Regions from separate parts of the Zea mays genome. Here region 1 is linked to region 2. The links are chromatin contacts, called in public Hi-C maps. All regions are on one chromosome and are shown on one strand. The core of a region is the stretch at or near the end of the contact, and the rest is flanking DNA. Distances in the headings are between cores, read along the strand shown. Region 1 holds the start of LOC100283091. Region 2 has its middle 52 kb from the start of LOC100282648.

Region 1 (2,700 bases), core at 24-2,523, 190 kb before region 2:
GAAGCTTTCTTTGGTGGCATGACGAAGGTCAGTGCTTGTCGAAGGTGGTCGAAAAGGGTTCACCGGAGGTGGGCGCCAATGTTGGGGACTTGTTCTCAAATGCTATGAGTTAAGAACAAGGCAACATAAAATGTTAAAAGTTAATGTCCTTCGTCCTTCGAAGCATTATTTCTCTTAGGATATAATGATCTTCAGATGAAGGTCATGAAGGATATACCTTCATCATCGCGATATATGTTAATAAAAGGAGAAGCATATGAAATATAAGAGACAACATAAACGATTATATAACATTATCAATTCATTCTCATCTCATTATATTATCATGAAAAAGTAAAGACAATATTGAATGACATATGTACCTTCGACTTGACAGAAGGTAAAAGTACAAGCGTGACGCACGAGCAAGTACAGGTCAGCGTGAACAGTACGGGGGTACTGTTCATCTATTATAGGCACAGGACGCGGCCTGTGAGAAATTACATACATGCCCTTTACACTTATTATTGACTTATATACAATTCTATAAGGACTAGATAGCCTTTTCCCCTTTAAGTCGGTTCCTTTTTCCGCCATTTAGCCGAAGCTCCCTTGCGTGTAGCTTCGGAGCAATTCCAACCTTCGTCACGATCATGTTCTTTACATCGTTCATGCTTTTAGCCCGAGTCCGAAGGTACCTATTCATATGTCACACTTGAAAGATATTGTTAAATCACGTTTTTGAGGACCTTCGGAGGACGAAGCCCCCAACAAATATAATGAGGATGAATTGATAATGTTATGTGATCGTTCATGTTGTCTTTTATGTTTCATATACTTCTTCACTTATTAACACATACTACGATGATGAAAGTATGCCCTTCATGACCTTCGTCTGAAAATCATTATATCCTAAATGAGATAATGTTTCGAAGGACGAAGGACATTAACATTTAACATTCTGGGTTGTCTTGTTCTTAATTCATAGCATTTGAAAACAAGTCCCAAACAAATCCAACACCAAATTAACATAATTTATTATGTACTAGTTCATTCAACATAAGTGAAGACTTTGTTTTCTTGACAAATGTAGCCCAATCGAGCTAATGATCTGGTTTGATCTCGGTTCATTAATAAATTGAGCTTAGATGTTAGTTTAGCTTGTGACAAAATTGAAACAAGTTGAGCCGAAATGACCATACATATATTTTAGAGTGTTGATTTAAGATTATAACATACCTAGATTATATAATCCAATAAATTTTAAACTAATACTTAATTCAAAATTTATTAAATTAGGTAATCTAGACAGATTATAACAAACACCCTCCTTGTCCCGCCCCATAAAAAATGGTTAACAAAGTGAAGTACGTATCCCGCACCCCAGTCTGAACACGGGCAAAACCGCGTGTTGGACGGCTGCCTTGCCCCTCCCCGCGCCGCGAATACACTCGAGGGCCAGCCGAGCCCAGTGCCCGAGTCCACCTTCCCTGAATTCCTGTTCGCTACCTTCGCTTCCGCTCCAAAAACCAAATAAAAAACGCACCTTTCCTTCCCTTCTCCTCCCCTTCGCTTTCCCCCGTCCTCCCTTCCCTCGATCCCCTCGCCGGAAAAGATCCCATTCCATCCACCTCCACGTCCCGGCGCAATCAGAGTTTCCGGCGGCAAAGCAGGAAGGCGGAAGCGAAAGGAATGTTGCACCTTTAAGTAGCGCGGCGACCTGGTGTTTCTTCCTGGCCGGCGATGGGCTGCTTCCCGTGCTTCGACTCCCCGGCAGATGAGCAGCTTAACCCCAAATTCGGTGGCGCCGGTGGGTACGGCGGCACGTCCTCTGCCGTCGCGGCGTACGGAAACGGCACAGGCGCCGGCGTCAGCATCGGCCGGCACGGGGACAGGGGGTACCCGGACCTGCAGCAGGCGCCCATGGCGGCTCCGCGCGTCGAGAAGCTCTCAGCAGGTGCGCGACGTGCTCCGCGCTGAGCTACGTGTTCCACGGTTTGGGGTGGGTGGGTGGACTGGATCCCGGCAAGGTGGTTGATCTCCCGCGTGGTGGTTCAACCGCACCGGGCCTGCCTGATCTGATTTAGTAGTGCTCCGTGTAGCTTGTGGCCATCTTTGCGTGTTGAATTAGCGTCAGGTTCTCGATAGGTAAAGGGAAAAGAAGTAGGAACTTTCTATTGTTAGTTATTGCAAATTAGGTTCATTTACTACCTTAGGCCTCGGAGAGATGTAAAGGTTGTGGGGTGATAAACTCGTGGACTGATGCAACCAGGACATGCTATTTTGAATAGTGATTCTCTTTTGTCTGAGTCGGACTGCTGATGAGCTTACTGAATCTACCTCTTGTACTTGTCTATGTGTGCAGCGGCTGAGAAAGCAAGAGTAAAGAGCAATGGGCTCACCAAAGAGGCTTTGGTGCCAAAGGATGCCAATGGCAATGCCATCTCAGCGCAAACTTTCACCTTCCGTGAGCTTGCTACCGCCACCAGGAACTTCAGGCCCGAGTGCTTCCTGGGAGAGGGAGGTTTTGGACGTGTTTACAAGGGCCGCCTTGAGAGCACAGGCCAGGTAACTTTTGAGTTCAGCAGGTGCGACCTATCTGCGGTGAGATAATAGTGCTATTAGCAAATTGCACTGTTGTAGAATTGGGACTTTGTTTTACCCACAGATTTCATGTAGTCCATGTTTGAAATAGTAGCTGTTCAGTGTAGAGCTGTTTTG
Region 2 (2,700 bases), core at 67-2,566:
AACTCCTGTCGAGCCCGGCTTCTCCCCTGCTTGGCCCAAATGCGCACCCACACACCTCGCATGCACACAATCACCATGGCGCTGGCGGCTGGGCCGAATTACTATCCCACGCGGTCTGTGTGACATAAACCCAACCGCACTCACCTCGCTGACCGCTGGGGCCGCACCGCCAGGTCTGATGACCGCACACTCGCATGTGGAGCCTATGACACCGGCGCGTGGGCCCTGCCTTGTCAACACCCCCGTAGCAATCTCAACAAACCCCGCTGTCGCCAACTCACCAGCACTAATCCATTGACCTCGTGGGACCGCTGGTCGAGTCGATCTCATGCTCGCGCGCTCCCCTGCAAACAGCCCAACGACCTTCGTGCATGCCGCACCCGCGCGCGGCCTGCTGACCGTGTTTGGTTGACTGCTGCCCATGTACAGCTGCAGCCGCGGATCCGTAAAATGTTTGTCGTTTGGTACACTTGTCTACGGATGCAGGTTCATCAGATGCAAATATTGACTCTTGGCCAGGCCAGCGCCATACGCCTGTGACGCACGCACGTACGCGCGCGCTCAGGCTGGACTCATCCGGTCGCTGCATGCGGCACTTAAAATGAGAATGTTTATTGGTTTGTTTTTCTATTGTATCTTCTAGTTAGAAAAATTATTCAACAAGTCGATTTTATATTTATGTTCCTAAAAATTTTGTGAACAAAATTAGACCAGTCATACTATATAATATTCAGAGGTTTATTTATACACTCTTCTCTAATAGACGTCCTAGTGCAGACAACCAAACAAAATCTGTATCTAGTCTGTACTAGTCTGTACAAACAACCAAACAAAAATATCAGCATGAACTCATCACGGTTCTACCAATACTGGTTGGGCTCATGTCGGTCTGGTTCGAATTCTACGGCAACCAAACACATGGATACTGGGTGCGTTGCTGCCCCGTGAGAGAGAGGTAAACTCATGCCAAAGCCACTGCAGTGCTCGCCAGGGAGGTAATGCTTGTCGGGGCTGGTCGTTCTAATCAGACATTGCCGATGGCCATCATCTCGGCCACCATATTGATCTCTGGTAAATCACCTTCATGTGAGTCTTGTACCCGTGTAACCTACACCTAGCTCGGTGGTTGGTCACCTGATCGCAGTGGGCCCTGGTCACCTGTGTGCTCATCGCCGTGGGGTGGCTACCGACGTAGGGCGGCCATGAAGAGAGAGAGAGAGAAAGGGTAATAGGAGGGCGCAAGGAGGAAGATACGTAGGGGGCGTCGGATCTGGGGCATGTGATGTGGATTAGAGTGTACCGACGCGTGCTTGGCGTCGTTGATCCGGCAATGGGCGGTCAAGATTAGAAGTAGATAACTCTTCGGGCTCGTCAATTCTGGGTCGTCAATCGGGGATCGAAAGGCTGAAGCTAACTTGCGATGTGGGCGATCTTTGGTCCACGGATTTCGGATCTAACGACCATCGCTCCATGTCGAATCAATGAGGGTGGCGAGTTAAGTTGATCCGTGGGTTGCAGATTGTGTGGTTCTCTTGCGATGATACCCCTTCGCGTGGCAATATTTCAAAAGAGTCCTTATGAATATTTGAAAACAACCCGCACTCCAGTCATATGTATACGGGCTCACGGATTCTTGCAAGACAGACCCTGATCTTCTTATAAATGATGGTCGCCGTCCCTGACTATGGGATAAATAAATAGAATGAATTATATAAGCTAGAAAATCCTTGAAAATGAACGGATCGTATAAGAATAATCCTAGAATCATAGAAAATTCATATCTCCTAAGTTTAGCTCTGATTTGATCCATTCCAGTTGCATTAATCTCATATTAATATTCTTTATCATCTAGTAACTTTATTTTGTCATGAAATCTAGGATAAAATTATGCACTTAAGTTCTTGTGTACCCCACACTTAAATCTTCAGAAAATCATAACTTTTTAACCGTAACTCTGAATTTAGTGGTTCTCGGGCCTAAGATCTTGTTACGATACGTAGAACATTATTATGCAGTTTGTGCTTATGTTTGGTGTGATGTTAAACTTGCCTAGACCATGTTTGTTTGTATTGCTACGACTAGCAGCGAGGTTACAAGTCACTTGAAGAACAAGTTGGTACCTGGCAAGTTATGCCCTTGATCACTTTTCTTTACCCAATAATGTTCCTGTTAATTCCTATGACATGCTCAGGTTAATCTGATGGGACCTAATAGGTTTCCCTAGGCTTGTTTATCCCACACCTTGTTTACCACTAAACTTTTGGGTAGTTATGCTATTGCTCTACCTGGTTTTAAGATTAATATTACATTATGATCATGTTCCAGTTATATTGTTGTTTTAATTATTGTTCATGACAAGATCATTGTGTTAATTGGAACATGGAGCTTAACTTCAGATATTCGTGCTACCACAAGGGTGGAATGGGACGCCCTTGGCTGACAAATTAGGAAAGCTAGTGGAGCACTACCTTACCCAAAAGGGGCAAGGACAGTAGGGGAGTGGTCGGTATAGGGAGGTTCTCGGGTGGATCATGCAGCAATGGCTTTTTGGACGGGGGATTTCTATATTGCGCTCCTTAGAAACTGTAGTGGGTTTTCTGAAGATAGTGGAACTTTATAAAGGCCTCGTAGTGTCTCCCTAGCCCTTCACCTCGGAAGTGTCTAAGGGTCTAGGTAACCCTGGCTAGACAAGATACAAGA

The links. A called contact is a pair of places that touch in the nucleus more often than the background predicts.
Region 1: a Hi-C map of endosperm shows a contact between it and region 2, with 2.2 times the contacts expected there. The contact joins the promoter of LOC100283091 here to the enhancer-like site in region 2. A contact is called at or near these places in 4 of 25 Hi-C or Micro-C datasets (bundle sheath, ear, endosperm and 1 more).

The regions. Positions count from the first base shown.
Region 1 is chr4:100,095,905-100,098,604 of Zm-B73-REFERENCE-NAM-5.0, reverse strand. It overlaps LOC100283091, which reads left to right and starts at 1,273. Exons shown (of 5, transcript NM_001412293.1): 1 at 1,273-1,936; 2 at 2,345-2,583. The coding sequence starts at 1,723.
Region 2 is chr4:99,908,852-99,911,551 of Zm-B73-REFERENCE-NAM-5.0, reverse strand. No RefSeq gene overlaps it. Among protein-coding and RNA genes, the nearest start is that of LOC100282648, 52 kb to the right of the region's middle. Within about 2 kb of position 1,316, at least 18 of the 20 cell types and tissues checked have an H3K27ac peak or open chromatin away from gene starts, as enhancers often do. A contact at or near this core is called in bundle sheath, ear, endosperm and 1 more, where this site is marked.